Linked DNA regions of Sus scrofa: regions 1, 2, 3 and 5 are each linked to region 4. Evidence: chromatin contacts called from public Hi-C, HiChIP or PLAC-seq and promoter capture Hi-C data. All regions are on one chromosome and are shown on one strand. Each heading gives the region's core, a stretch centred on a gene start, on an enhancer-like site or on the middle of the called end of the contact. The rest is flanking DNA. Distances are from core to core; before and after follow the strand shown. Region 1 holds the start of TPM3 (tropomyosin 3). Region 2 holds the start of INTS3 (integrator complex subunit 3). Region 3 holds the start of HAX1 (HCLS1-associated protein X-1). Region 4 holds the start of RPS27 (40S ribosomal protein S27). Region 5 overlaps GATAD2B (transcriptional repressor p66-beta).

The links. Promoter capture Hi-C pulls out the DNA fragments that hold promoters and counts their contacts. Hi-C and Micro-C count contacts between places; a contact is called where the count stands out from the background. HiChIP or PLAC-seq counts read pairs in DNA pulled down with a chosen protein or histone mark.
Region 1: an H3K27ac HiChIP or PLAC-seq map of alveolar macrophages shows a contact between it and region 4. The contact joins the promoter of TPM3 here to the promoter of RPS27 in region 4. A contact is called at or near these places in 1 of 5 promoter capture datasets (liver), 8 of 47 Hi-C or Micro-C datasets (alveolar macrophages, blood, brain and 4 more) and 1 of 2 datasets of contacts at active chromatin or transcription factors (alveolar macrophages).
Region 2: an H3K27ac HiChIP or PLAC-seq map of alveolar macrophages shows a contact between it and region 4. The contact joins the promoter of INTS3 here to the promoter of RPS27 in region 4. A contact is called at or near these places in 1 of 5 promoter capture datasets (liver), 1 of 47 Hi-C or Micro-C datasets (liver) and 1 of 2 datasets of contacts at active chromatin or transcription factors (alveolar macrophages).
Region 3: a promoter capture Hi-C map of liver shows a contact between it and region 4, with 3 times the contacts expected there. The contact joins the promoter of HAX1 here to the promoter of RPS27 in region 4. A contact is called at or near these places in 1 of 5 promoter capture datasets (liver), 3 of 47 Hi-C or Micro-C datasets (heart right ventricle, liver and skeletal muscle) and 2 of 2 datasets of contacts at active chromatin or transcription factors (alveolar macrophages and skeletal muscle).
Region 5: a contact with region 4 is called in a Hi-C map of skeletal muscle, with 3 times the contacts expected there. The contact joins the enhancer-like site here to the promoter of RPS27 in region 4. A contact is called at or near these places in 6 of 47 Hi-C or Micro-C datasets (embryonic fibroblasts, epiblast stem cells, fibroblasts and 2 more) and 2 of 2 datasets of contacts at active chromatin or transcription factors (alveolar macrophages and skeletal muscle).

The regions. Positions count from the first base shown.
Region 1 is chr4:95,548,568-95,551,267 of Sscrofa11.1, reverse strand. It overlaps TPM3 (tropomyosin 3), which reads right to left and starts at 1,441. Exons shown (of 8, transcript NM_001001632.1): 1 at 1,260-1,441. The coding sequence starts at 1,391.
Region 2 is chr4:95,943,488-95,946,187 of Sscrofa11.1, reverse strand. INTS3 (integrator complex subunit 3) reads left to right here and starts at 1,383. Exons shown (of 30, transcript NM_001243322.1): 1 at 1,383-2,090. The coding sequence starts at 1,947.
Region 3 is chr4:95,469,601-95,472,300 of Sscrofa11.1, reverse strand. It overlaps HAX1 (HCLS1-associated protein X-1), which reads left to right and starts at 1,329. Exons shown (of 6, transcript XM_021089792.1): 1 at 1,329-2,174; 2 at 2,684-2,700. The coding sequence starts at 2,122. UBAP2L (ubiquitin-associated protein 2-like) reads left to right here. Exons shown (of 27, transcript XM_021089781.1): 27 at 860-1,179. The coding sequence ends at 898.
Region 4 is chr4:95,698,076-95,700,775 of Sscrofa11.1, reverse strand. It overlaps RPS27 (40S ribosomal protein S27), which reads left to right and starts at 1,295. Exons shown (of 4, transcript XM_003125735.3): 1 at 1,295-1,367; 2 at 1,680-1,788; 3 at 2,351-2,461. The coding sequence starts at 1,362.
Region 5 is chr4:95,854,512-95,857,211 of Sscrofa11.1, reverse strand. It overlaps GATAD2B (transcriptional repressor p66-beta), which reads right to left. Exons shown (of 11, transcript XM_021089804.1): 6 at 2,000-2,170; 7 at 1,158-1,470. Among named protein-coding and RNA genes, the nearest start is that of SLC27A3, 48 kb to the left of the region's middle. Within about 2 kb of position 1,276, at least 1 of the 83 cell types and tissues checked has an H3K27ac peak or open chromatin away from gene starts, as enhancers often do. A contact at or near this core is called in skeletal muscle, where this site is marked.

The sequences.
Region 1 (2,700 bases), core at 192-2,691, 150 kb after region 4:
CAACTGTTACTTTCCTCTCCAGCCTCAAGATCCTCCAAAACCAAAGCCTCAACTCAAGATATCAGCTCCACCTACTAGACTGCACCCTAGACCCTGAAAAGCTCATAGCCTACTATAACAAATCGCCCTTCTAAACAGAAAGTGGTTTCAAGAATCACCCCTCGGCTCATTAACATTTTATGTTCCATCTTTCAGTAGAACAAATATTTACTGAACTTAAACAAAACAAAACACTGTAGTGGATAATTGGGAAAGGAGCAGAGTAACATCACTAGAGACCCCCGGGAATTCATTATTTGGAACTCGGTATCTTGACTCCATCAACCACGCGAACTAGAAACCTTGACAGAAATTGGCACCCCATCAGATTCTCTGCAACATACACTCGCTTATCAGCTCTGCTTGGACGAAGTGTTCTTAACCTGGTCAGCTAGCACTCTTCACACTTCAGCAATAAACGCCTGAATCTGGCATAAGTTCCTGCCTTCCAGGTCATCGTGGAAGCTAGGCAAGTTTTTGTTGATACCTACATTTGCACTAACAGAAGGAGTGAAGTACCATCTCCTCCCCTCCCTCTTCACGTCGACAGAGAGAATGGGTTCAGCAGTTGCAAGGGCTCCCCGTAAGAGGAAAGGGCCCCAGGCCGGAGGATGGGAGGCGGTGCTGTGGCCTCAACCTCCTCCAGGGAGGGCACCGCGCTTCCTCTCGGCCGACTGCTGCCTCATTTCCTGAGCAGGAGGAGGGAGCGGAAAAGCTACCAGCAGGCTAGGCTGGGGGCTTTCCGGCGGGTCCCACCCTCAACCCCCACCCTTTCACCTTAAATTCGGCTCTGCCCCTCCCAGACTGGAGAGGCAGCCACCTACTCTCACCCTTGAGGCCGGAAACCCCAACGAGAGCAAAATCCCCCCCGCCCTCGACGGGGAAGTGGGGGAGGGAGAGGCCGCTTGAGCCCCTCCCCCGGCCGCGCCCGGCTCAGAGCGACTGAATGAATGAGCTGGGAGAAAGGAGGAAAACCACTCCTCAGGCCCGCGAGGCTCAATTCCTTCAAAGGTCACGCCTGTTCGCTCGAGCACCCCGTTCCCCCCTCACCCGCTAGATGTCCAAAGAAGCTGAGCCCCACCCAACCTCCGGGCTCCAACTTCATCACCAAGTATGCTGGCCCTCTAAGGACCGTGCTCGTTCGCAAATATGGGACCTAGTTCGGGGTCCCATCTGCTCCAGCGCCTGCCATTCCCTCACTCGCCTCGCCCTCTCCGTACCTGTTCCCGGGCCCGCCTTTCCCCCTCCACTTCCCGCTGGAGGCGCTCGGCCCTCTCCTCTGCATCATCGGCCTGCTGCTGCAGAACCTGGATCTTGCGCTTCACCGCCTCGATGGTGGTGATTCCAGCCATGGTGCCCACCCAGCTCCTGCTCGCAATCGGGTTCCTGCCTTCTCCGCTCGGCGCTGCAGCCGCTTCTCACCCCTACTTCCGCCTGCTCCGCCCTGAAATACCGGAACTCGCCCACCCGCCCGGACGTGACGCCACCACCGCCGCGCCCTCCCACCGCCAGGCAGGCGGGAAGGCTGTCCACTGGAGGGAGACCAGCCGCGGGGAGCGAAGGGCGGGACCGCTCAGTCGCCCGGGGCGACCGCTCCCAGCATTTTCCTCCAGCAGGCAAAGGGGGGCGGGGTTGGAAAGAGGGAGGGCTACCATGGTAACCGGAAGGCGCGTGGTGATTAAACCTCTCCAGCCGCGGGGCTGGCTGTCCACAATGGTTGGCCTGTGAGGCCCCTTACACACTCGCAGTTGACCCCTCACTTCCCCAGAGCTGATCGGCCACTACTTACCCAGCTGATCCACCACCACTTACCCGCTAGGGCACCCTGTGTACCTCTCCACCATATACCCCATAAAGGCTTCCAAACAGGTACTAAGAAAAAACCTGGTCTTTCTGTGCCTCATCTTCAAAAGAGCCCAGATATCCAGTCTCCTTTCAAAGGCTGCTCAGGTAGGTTCTTTCCCATTTCCTAAAAGTCGATGAAGGGGATTAATGGGGGATGAAGAGATGGGCAGGTTGACAACGCTATCTATTTGGCATCAAGTTTTTTTTTTGTTTTGTTTTTTGTTTTTGTCTTTTTGCCTTTTCTAGGGCCGGTCTCACAGCATATGGAGGTTCCGAGGCTAGGGGTCGAATCGGAGCTATAGCCGCCGGCCTACGCCAGAACCACAGCAACGCTGGATCCGAGCCGCGTCTGAAACCTACACCACAGCTCTCGGCAACGCTGGATCCTTAACCCACTGAGCAAGGTCAGGGACTGAACCCACAACCTCATGGTTCCTAGTCGGATTCGTTAACCACTGCGCCACAAGGGGAACTCCATCTGTTTGGCATCAGTTTTGAACATAAGTGTTCTATTTAAAATACAGGTGTTAAGTTTTCCTCATGGCTCCTAGTCGGATCCTTAATCCGACTAGTATCCGTGAGGATGCGAGTTCTATCCCTGGCCTCGCTCAGTGGGTTAAGTGATCTGCCTTGCCGTCACAGACACGGCAGGGACTGGGTGCTGTTGCGCCTCTGGCGAAGGCTGGCAGCTATAGCTCTGATTGGACCCCTATCCTGGGAACTTCCATATGCCACAGGTGCAGCCCTGAAAAGCAAAAGTTAAAGCATAAAGTACTGGTCTTTTTCCCTGTTACTTTTGAGAGTCAGTAGACACCA
Region 2 (2,700 bases), core at 134-2,633, 250 kb before region 4:
CGCCACGACCGGAACTCCTAATGTTTAAATTTTTGTAGTGAGTTTTAATTACACGTTTTTTTAAATTATAGGAATTGAATTTATTTATTTATAAACCACACCCAGTGGCTCTTGGAAGTTCCCAGGCAGCAGCTGATTTGCTGCAGTGAAAACGAGGGATCCTTAACCTGCCTCACCACAAGAGAACTCCTAATCATAGGAATTTAAAAAAATGTCTTGGGAGACTTATGCTGATTAGGTAGGGGTGAATCGGGTAAGTTTACTGAGAATTTGGGAAATTTAGAAGGTATCTGAGAGGGTTGTTTAGTATAATTAGAGAAGTAGCAGGATGTTGAATGGACTGGAATCCATTAAATCCCTAGGGATGTATCATATATACACATGTACATAGGCTAGAGAAGAACAAATTCCAGAGCCTTTTTTTTTTTTTTTTTGGTGCCACGCCTGAGGCATGTGGCAGTTCCCAGGCCAGGGATTGAACCCGACCCACAGTAGGGACCCCTGATCTGCTGCATTGACAATGCTGGACCCTTAACTCGCTGGGTCACAAAGGAACTCACAGAGGCTTTTTTAAGAAAAAAGTGGTTGAATATGGGAGGGAGACGAATGAATGTCAGAAACAAGCTTCTGCAGCCGGGTTGCTGGGGGCAAATGCTGACACTAACGCAGATAAAACAGGACAATACAGAGCTTCCAGAAGCCAATAATGAATCAGTGCACGATTCTAATGATTTGGTGGGCAAAGTGGGTCTATGCACTTTTTTTTTTTTTTTGCAACCTCTGGCGAAAAACTGCACTTGCGTGAGCGCCTACACTTGCTTGCGTGATGCACTCTTAGCTCCAGGAGCTGGCGCCATACTATCCGATGACATTTGCTCTGGGACCGCTTAAGGGTCAAGGCTCCGCTCCCCGGCCCCGCACTGTCAATTCGTAGCTAGGTTTCGGGCTTCCCAAAGCCACCCAGGACTAGTGCCCCGGTTTCCGCACCCACCCCAACTTCAGAATGAGGGAGAGCGAAGACGGGCGCCGCGCGTGCGCGTCAATATACGCAGGCGCAGCCTCTCTCCTTCCTGATCATCTCGCACTCACACCCCACCTCCGGGAAGTCGTTCTGTCCCGCCCTCTGAGAGCAAAGAAGGAATGCTATTGGGTAGTCTGGTTGTCCATCAACTCAGTCTCTCTTTTGCTCAATACCATTGGCAGCCGGGGAGAAGGCTCTGGGGCCGACGTCGGCCTATTCCTTCGAGTGTCAGCGCCACCGCGGAAGCCGCTATTGGCGGAGGCCAGGGACCGCGTCTGCTCACTTCCGGCGCGGGCCTCCACGATTCCTTCCCCTCCCCCGCCGTCGCCCTCAGCCTTCCCACCCCCCCGCCCTTCCACCATGGCCGCCTCTGTGTGGTGTAGGGAGAAGCTTGTCCTCCGTGTCCTCCCATAGCGCTTACTGCTTCACCCTCACCCCCTGGGGGCCGGATCCAAAGGAACCTCGCTCCCCAATCCTTGGGGCACCAGCCAGGAAGGTTTCCTATTCCCTGCTTCAGGCGCAGGACTCCTCTTTCCCCCACCTCCTGAGGCAGAAACTTAGGATTTTCCTTGCTTCTCTTAGGGTCAGAAGCCAGAGAGGGCTCCCCTTGCACTTCTTCAGGGACAGAAGCCTCTCCCACCCTTCCGTAGGGGTGCAGACCCTTACCCCAGCATACTTAGGAGCTAACGGCGTTTCCTCAGCACTGCCACTCCAGAGGCAGCACCCAGAGGCCCGTCCTCCTTCGCCTCCTGCACGGGAGCGGCCTTTCGGAGAGGAGGGAGGAGTAGAGAGGCCAGGGACCCTGTCCTTCCCGTCCCCCACTTGTCCCTCTTGTCCCTCCTGTCCCTGGCAATCCTAAATTCCTCATTTCTAGGACTTCCCATCCATCCACTCCCTGGCCTTTTCCCGTCTCCTGGCTGCAGCCATGGAGTTACAGAAGGGAAAGGGGGCAGCAGCAGCAGCTGCTTCGGGAGCAGCGGGAGGTGGAGGAGGAGCGGGAGCAGGAGCCCCAGGAGGGGGGAGGCTGCTACTTTCTACCAGTTTGGATGCCAAGGATGAGTTAGAGGAGGTAGGTGTGGGGGGTGGGGAAGGGAGTTAAGAAATGGGGTTGAGGAGGGATACTGGAGCGGATATAGGGTGGGGGTGGGGGAGGAGGCCTTCAAGTTTTTTCTAAGGCCACACAAACACTGCTCCAGACTTCCTGGTCCTGAAGGAAGAAGTGTGGGCCAACTTCCTGGGCAGGTTGTCATAGCAACAGCAGCCAGTGGTGTGAAAATGGGGTGGGGGGGTGTTGATGAGGAAGGGATGCAGCATCCAGATCTACCGAATTTATTTTTGATAGCCTTTTCCGCATACAGGCCACAGCTATTCTGAATATTTACCCTGTTTCAGTCTTAGGTCATATATTGAGTTGAGAAGTAATGTATGTCTGTATAGGGGTCTGGGGGAGGGTGGTGGCAGACAGAAGCTTGCAGACAGACATTGAACCCTTCTGTGAGATAGTATTGACTTCATGTAGGCACAATTGCCAGTGATGTTCACTGGAGTTTAGAATGAGTGAAGACTTAGGAAGAGTGCGTTGTGTTTAGTTACTACAGCAGTGGGGCGAGCAGGGCATAGGACGTAGGGGACTCTCTTTCAAAACCAGGTCATACATCCATGAAGGAGAGAACACATAG
Region 3 (2,700 bases), core at 80-2,579, 230 kb after region 4:
CCAGAGGTGCTCTAGCTGCTGTATAAATCAAATTTCCTATGGTTGCAAAAGGATAAGCTTCAGAGTAGCTCTAAGCAAGGGGAATGGGAGAGTAAAACAATTTCCAAATCTCCACCTGAAGATGTCACAAATTTGTCCCACTAACTAGACTTTTCCTCCCCATTCATCCTCCCATTCCCCTGCAGACGGGCAGCGGGCAACGTAGCCAGACCAGCTCCATCCCGCAGAAGCCCCAGACCAACAAGTCTGCCTACAACAGCTACAGCTGGGGGGCCAACTGAGGCCCTGACCCTCTTCTCCCGGTCCCATCTTCTGAGAGGGCTTCTCAGCCTGGCAACTATGGAAACAGCATCAAAGAGAGAAAGGAATGTGGGGGGGTTCCGCTGCCCCCCACACCCAGCGGCCCACCCCATGCCTCAGCTTCATGTCTGTCCCATTCCCATACCATCCCCACTCTGTTGTATGTATTATAGGATTTGTATTTTCTTCTTTTTTTTTTTTTTCCTTTCCTCTCCTCCTCCCCTCTTGCATTCAAGATTATGAAACTTTGCTGTGGGCCCTGCCCTTCCTTCTCCTCCTCCTGTTCACCCTGGTGGTGTGGGTGAGGTGGGGAGGGGGGACCCCCAAATATATATCAGCCCAACAGCCCTAAGTCTCCTCCTTTATTATTAGGAAACAAAACAACAACAACAAAAAATGGTGTCATGAACATGAACAGCATTGTCAGATGAATTAGTTGAAGTGTTTTTTTTTTTTTTTTTTTTTGTACTGTGTCTTCAAATTTAATGGATTAATGTGTCTTGTATATATAAAAAGAAAACCTCTACCTTCAGCCTCTGCCCATTCTTGCTCCGTCTAGGATATCCTCAGTCTCGTCGATGACCAGCTTGGTGAATAAGTATTACTGTACCAACTGGGCCTTCTCTAGCAGGCCCCGAAGGCAGTGGAATAAAATGAAATCTTCGCCCTTTAAGAACTCCGACCTTAATGTGCTAGTATCTTGCCCCTGAGGGGGTTCCCTTCCGTTCTCCCCTAAGAATTTCACGGCGTGGCCTGGAAAGAATCACTGCAAATCTTCATTTTCTCCAGATCTACAGCAGATTTTAGGCGGTGAAGGGAGTGGAATGGATAGCAGATACTGGGTGGAACGGAAGAGGATTAAATGAAAACTGAAAGAAATGGCTTTGCAGAATCAGTTTAATTAAGATGGGTCCAGGCAAATGAACTGGAAAGAAATGAGGGCAACATGCACTGTTGTTGGCCAGCAAATCTGAAGCAGTAGTTCTTGACGCTTGAGTGCTTTCATTTCACATAACTAATACCCAGCCCCTGAAAAGAAGTCTAGAGTCAGGCCAGGGTTAGGATGGGGGTGGGGTACAGGGAGGCAGAGGCTTTGAAAGTCAAATGATAGGAAAAAGATACTAAAAGCCCCCAATTTTTCCCTCCCAAGAGTTCCCTTGCTCTCTTATGAAGTCTTTAACCTGCTGGTTGCAGAGCTTGCCTGGAAGAATTAGAGGAATTCTTAACAGCTGGAGAGAGAAGTCCTTGCGTTCCCTGAGTCTTTTTCTTTTACTCAACTCTGGGGAAGTCACTACATTAGAAGGAGCTTGATGCAACGTTTTGTCCATCCCTCTGGTATCAGACTTAATTGGCTCAGTCAGGAAACAAAACCGAGGCGGGTCCAGGAGGAGTCCATGGGTGTAGTGAGCCGGCGGTGAGGGAGGGCCTTGGTCCAGTTCATTTGTGCGGATGGGCTGCCCTCTGGCGGCTGCCTCCGGTGCCATCCGGCGGCGTGAAACCCTTGAGACACCCTGTCGGACCGACCGCATTGGTCGGCAGAAGGAATTGGCTTAGGAGTCAGGTGACTGTTGGAAAACGAAAATTAAGTACACCCACTCCCTTCACAGGGAACAGGTGGGGTAAAAGAAAAAACCTTTCGAATTCGATAGGCCTGCCCCGCCCTCAACCACGCCCCGCTTACGGTCGTTTTACGACAGTGTCCGACCGATCGCAGGCTTGCTTTCAGGCAGCGTGGTCTGACGCTTCGCTCAATTTCCGACGGCGTAGCTTTGGTTTCTCCCCCCGGCTTTGGGGTTCGAAGGTTCGAGTCCCACGACGGGAATGAGCCTCTTTGATCTCTTTCGGGGATTTTTCGGCTTTTCTAGACCTCGGAGGTGAGAATGGGTCCGGGTCAGATAAGGGAGGGGGATCCGCTGAGGGAAGCTTGACCCCTGACACACTGTTTTTGGAAAAACATCCTTTTCCCCACTCATGCAACTCCTGCGGAGAGGGCAGAAGTCACAACATTGAGCACACACCCCGCGGCAGTAACCAAGGCAGTCGTTAAGAGGAGAAACAGGCGCTTAAACGTTTCTCCGTTCTGGGGTGATGCAGCAGGGGCCCAAGTGTGGGGAAGACAATGCAGCTCTGGGGAAGGGGTCAGTGAGCGAGCGGGACCTTGGGAGAGAGGGGAGGGGTTGGGGAACGCTGAAGAAAAGCTGAGGGGAAATGTTTGGGGGAGCCGCGAGGCGAGGACTGGCTTTGATAAAAACAAAACAGACACGATGGCCAGTTCTCTAACGCTCGCTTCAGCTTTCCAGTTTCCTACTCTTGTCCACCATTAGCTGGTTTTATAGATTAAGTAGTGCCGAAATCTTGGTGGCCAATCTGCATCCATCCCCAGCCACAGAGATCCCTTTT
Region 4 (2,700 bases), core at 46-2,545:
TGATAGGTGGATCTGAGGAGATGTTGCAGTCGCTTATGTCAGAGAGTGTTTGGCCTATGTTTTCCTTTAAGAGTTTGATAGTGTCTGGTCTTATATCTAGGTCTTTAGTCCATTTGGAGTTTATTTTTGTGTATGGTGTTAGGGAGTGAGCTAATTTCATTCTTTTCCATGTGGCTGTCCAGTTTCCCCAGCACCACTTACTGAACAAGGTGTCCTTTCTCCATTGCATATCCTTGCCTCCTTTGTCATAGATTAGTTGGCTGTAGGTGTGTGGGTTTAATTCTGGGCTTTCTATCCTGTTCCACTGATCTATATTTCTGACTTTGTGCCAGTACCATATCGTTTTGATGGATTCTTTTTTTTTTTACATTTCTGTAAATTTTTACATTTCTGAGTTGTTAAAAATGGGCAAATTAGGAGTTCCCCTCGTGGCGCAGTGGTTAATAAATCCGACTAGGAACCATGAGGTTGAGGGTTCGGTCCCTAGCCTTGCTCAGTGGGTTAAGGATCCGTCGTTGCCGGGAGCTGTGGTTTAGGTTGCAGACATGGCTCGGACCCCACGTTGCTGTGGTTCTGGTGTAGGCCGGTGGCTACAGCTCCGATTAGACCCCTAGCCTGGTAAACTCCATATACCGTGCGAGCGGCCCAAGAAACAGCAAAAAGACAAAAAAAAAAAAAAAGGTAAATTAAACTTATTGAAAAAAGGCAAAGAAATTTAAGAAGTTCCAGACATGGCTCAGTCTCGCTGTTTCCCTAAAGAGCTCCTATTGTCAAAGCGCAGCACCAAGTTTTAAAATTGTCCATTTAGGAGTTCCCATCGTGGCGCAGTGGTTAACAAATCCGACTGGGAACCATGAGGTTGTGGGTTCGCTCCCTGGCCTCGCTCAGTGGGTTAAGGATCCGGCATTGCCATGAGCTGTGGTGTAGGTTGCAGACGCGGCTCAGATCCCGCGTTGCTGTGGCTCTGGCGTAGGCCAGTGGCTACAGCTCCGATTCGACCCCTAGCCTGGGAACCTCCATATGCCGCGGGAGCGGCCCAAGAAATAGAAAAAAGACAAAAAATAAAATAAATAAATAAAATAAAATAAAATTGTCCATTTACACCTCGAAAGAGGAGGGGACACTGAACTTCTGGGAGCTCCAGCTCACACTCTGAACGTGGCCACTCCTATGTCTCTCATTTAGAGACCTTCCAAAAATGGCAGCCCCCTGCTCTTTCCACCGCGTGCAGACGGTGAGAAAAAGTCCTTCCCAACATGGCGGCCGAAGGCCCATGCGTCACTTCCTGCAGGACGGTGGATATAAGGAGCAGGATTTCCGCCTTCGCTCCTTTCCGGCGGTGACGACGTCCCTTCGAGAACATGCCTGTGAGTCTCTTGGTCCAGGTTTCGGCGGAGATCTCGCTCTTCTGTCCGCACGCTCCCCTCACGCTGATTTCGGATCGCAGAGGGCACTCATTTGCCCTTCGCGCTTCCCAGGACATTAACTACGGGGACCGCGGAGGCCCGCGGGGTCCCCTGCATAGACGGGAGCGGAGAGGAGATAAGATGGCGGCCCAGCTGCGCAGACACCAGGGGCGGCGAGGGGCGAGCTCTCCCCGGTGTGTGGCAGCGGAGGCTGTTTTCATCATTCCGTGTTCGCCGTTGGTTTCTAAATCTCTGCATTTCTACTTCTCGTAGCTCGCAAAGGATCTCCTTCATCCCTCTCCAGAAGAGGAGAAGAGGAAACACAAGAAGAAGCGCCTGGTGCAGAGCCCCAATTCCTATTTCATGGATGTGAAATGCCCAGGTGAGGAGATAGCTTGTAGGAGTGGGGGAAGCGTTGGAGCCCAAGAATTGCAAAAAGGTCCCATTTCTTGAAAGTTGAAGGTGTGAGATGAGTAAGAATTTTGCAGTGTAGAAGTGACCCAGAGTAGTTTCTTTTCAAAACTTCATCTGCAAAGTAGGAGACACTGGGATGATAGGTTGGGTTTCTGCTGTGGTCATTTTTGTACTTGTACCTGGATGCAAGGTACAGTTACTGAGCGTCCTTCCCGTTCAAGTAGAGGATTCTCTGTTTTTTGACTTTTCAATAATCTTTGATTTCACTCCTTTCCTCTTCAGGCTGTGGGATGATGGTAATGTTTATATTATATGTTAGTGACAAAAAAAACATCGATGGGGGCAGGTAGTCCAGGAAGCTTCCGAGTTGGCTTTAATGTATATGTGGAGCTAGGTAATCAAGTTTAGAATGGGAAAGTGAATTTCGGCAATTACATAACGTTCTGATCTTACAGTTGATACAGGACAGCGTACGTTTAGGTGAAGAAAAGATGGAGAAAGTAAAATAACTAATTTGGTTTTTTCCCCAGGATGCTATAAAATCACCACCGTCTTTAGCCATGCACAAACAGTAGTTTTGTGTGTTGGCTGCTCTACTGTCCTCTGCCAGCCTACAGGAGGAAAAGCAAGGCTTACAGAAGGTAAATGGTTTAATCAGTGTTAGGATTTTGAGGTTTGAATTTTAAGAGAGATCATGTATAATGTCTCATCAAGAGGGTTGGGTTTGATAGTCTTTTTTTTTTTTTTTTTTCCTTCCAGAAGCATTATTAGAAAGCTCTAAATCTCAGAACGCTACTGTCTCAAGCTGGGGTGGATGGGTGATAAAAGGGGCTTCATACAAGCAGAGCTGATAATAGGGTCTTTCAGTGACTACGTAGGA
Region 5 (2,700 bases), core at 27-2,526, 160 kb before region 4:
AGAATTTGATTCAGTGTTGGTTAACAGCTTTTATGTGGTTATAGTTATCTTTATCAGTCTATTAACTATAAGCACTCAAACACCAGGGACTGAATAACACAGCACAATGCCACATAAACACTGATATTAAAAACAGGGGTTCTGGGAGTTCCTGTCGTAGCTCAGTGGTTAACGAACCCAACCAGTAACCATAAGGTTGTGGGTTCGATTCCTGGCCTCACTCAATGGGTTAAGGATCCGGTGTTGCTGTGAGCTGTGGTGTAGGCCGGCAGCTGTAGCTCTGATTCGACCATTGGCCTCGGAACCTCCATATGCCGCAGGTGTGACCCTAAAAAGACAAGAGACAAAACAAAACAAAAAACAGATGTTCTGGGAGTTCCTGCTGTGCTACAGCAGGTTAGGGATCTGGTGTTGTCTCTGTGGCAGCATAGGTTCAATCCCTGGCCAGGTGCAGTAAGATAAGGATCTGGTGTTGCCACAGCCATGCCATAGGTCACAGCTGCAGCTCCAATCTGAATTACTGGCTCAGGAACCTCCACACCCAACGGTGTGGCAAAAAAAAAAAAAAAAAAAAAAGAGTTCCCGTCATGGCTCAGTGGTTAACAAATCCAACTAGGAACCATGACGTTTCGGGTTCGATCCCTGGCCTTGCTCAGTGGGTTAAGGATCCGGCGTTGCCGTGAGCTGTGGTGTAGGTCACAGATGCGGCTCGGATCCCGCGTTGCTGTGGCTCTGGTATAGGCCGGCAGCTACAGCGCCGATTCGACCCCTAGCCTGGGAATCTCCATATGCCATGGGAGAGGCCCTAGAAATGGCAAAAAGACAAAAAAAGAAAAAGAAAAAGGTGTTCTAGTCTTTAAATTATGTATGCATCATGCTAGGCACATTTAAAAGAACTAAGGAATATACTGCAAAAAATAGATAAGCTACACTATACACACAATAAAAACATTAAGCCTAAGATATACACACACACAAAAAGCTTTTTGATATGGTGCTCCCAAAGAGCCTCTGAATAAGGGATGGGACATAGTCTGGCAATAGTAAGGAGAGATTATTCAGTATTACATAGTGCCCTGTGATACTCTGCCTGTATCAATCAGGTGTGGCAACTGCCTACTCAGATAAAAAGATTGAGCAGAAAAAAACAGCTTTACCTTGGCTGTCGATGACACTCTGTACAACTTCTTCCAAGCCTACCATGTAGATGAACTCGCTATTGGCTGCACTAGGCAGGAAATGAAGCAAGGGAGCAGGTGGTTTAGGGGGTGGAATCTCCAGGAGTGTCTTTTCCAGCTGTTTGCGAAGAGCCAATTTGGCTGCAGCCTGTGAGTTGGCAGCATCAGTCATGGCGCTGGGGCTAGGAAGTGGTGAGGACACTCTGTTCACGGTCCCTGGCTGGATATGGGAGGCAAGGTTCATATAGATGGCAGAGGATGTTGTGCGCTGACAGGGAACAGAAGAACTTGACTGCTGAAACAGATTGAGACAGACTGAGTATAGGGGTCAGTAATCGTATGTGGGAGAAAAAAACAATTCTTACTTTTGAGGCAGGGAATACTACCTGATCCTAGTGTGAACTACTTAGCTCCCCTCAAGCTCAGAAAAAGACATGAGGCATCCAACTTCAGTGAAAAAGGACTCTGGCACATAGGAAAGGAGAAAGATAGTGGCTATGAACTAAAATTGCTAAGAGAAAAATAAAGATTTGGAATGTTTTGTCATATATTCTTATGCTTCTTATTCCCTAGATTCTTTTATCTCTTTCTTCTAGAGAGCTTTTAGCTTACTGCTGCTCTGCTGCTCTCTTCTCCACTACTATAGTCATATAATTTCTCAATGTTTCTACTTTTTGGGACTGCTGTCAACCCACCAAAATTAGGACAAAATTTGTTGTCTTAGAGTTTCTCAATGTCCAAAAAACTTAAAATCTATGATTCTTTCAACCAGGAAAGTAAATAAAAGACAGCTATGTTTCCACATTGGGGCTCCCTCTTACCGGCTGGTAATTGATAGCAGGATTCATATTGGGTGTTGTAGTGCGTACAAGGCCAGGCTTAGGTGGGCCCCGCTGACCCTGTAGCTGGGCTGGGTTTGGTGCAATCACACGCTGAGACATCAACATGTGTGGGAGGGTGGTGTTGGTCGCTGAACGGATGACACTGTGACCCTGAAGGGGAAGAAGAGGAAAAGATACAGTCCTAGGTGGTAAAATGCCCCACAAAATGCCAAAGAGAAAACACTACCTATAACATATAGCTAAGTGGAAACACAGAAACACAATAATTTCATCTAATGGACTATGGGAAAAATCATCATCATCAAAAACCTGATTAGTGGCTAGAAAGTCCCGGGCCTTCCCCCCACCCCCGCAATTGCCCCCAATGCATATGGAAGTTCCTGGGCCAGGGATGGAATCCAAGCAGGAGCTGCAAACTACATCACCGCTGTAACAAGTCCCTGGCTTTTTTTTTGGTATAAGCTATTTAAACCTATATGGAAAAGAGGTAAGCTGGAAAGCACCGGTGTAGAAAGACTGCAATGGAAAAATAAGTTATTCATCTTTCTACTGTGGACTAAATCATGCCATAAAGGTCCAACAGGACCATCTATAGTAATAACACATCTATCAAGGCCAATTCTTCTATGATCTTCACAAAAGTCCTAAAACAGAGAGAGGATAATAGGGCCCCCTGACAC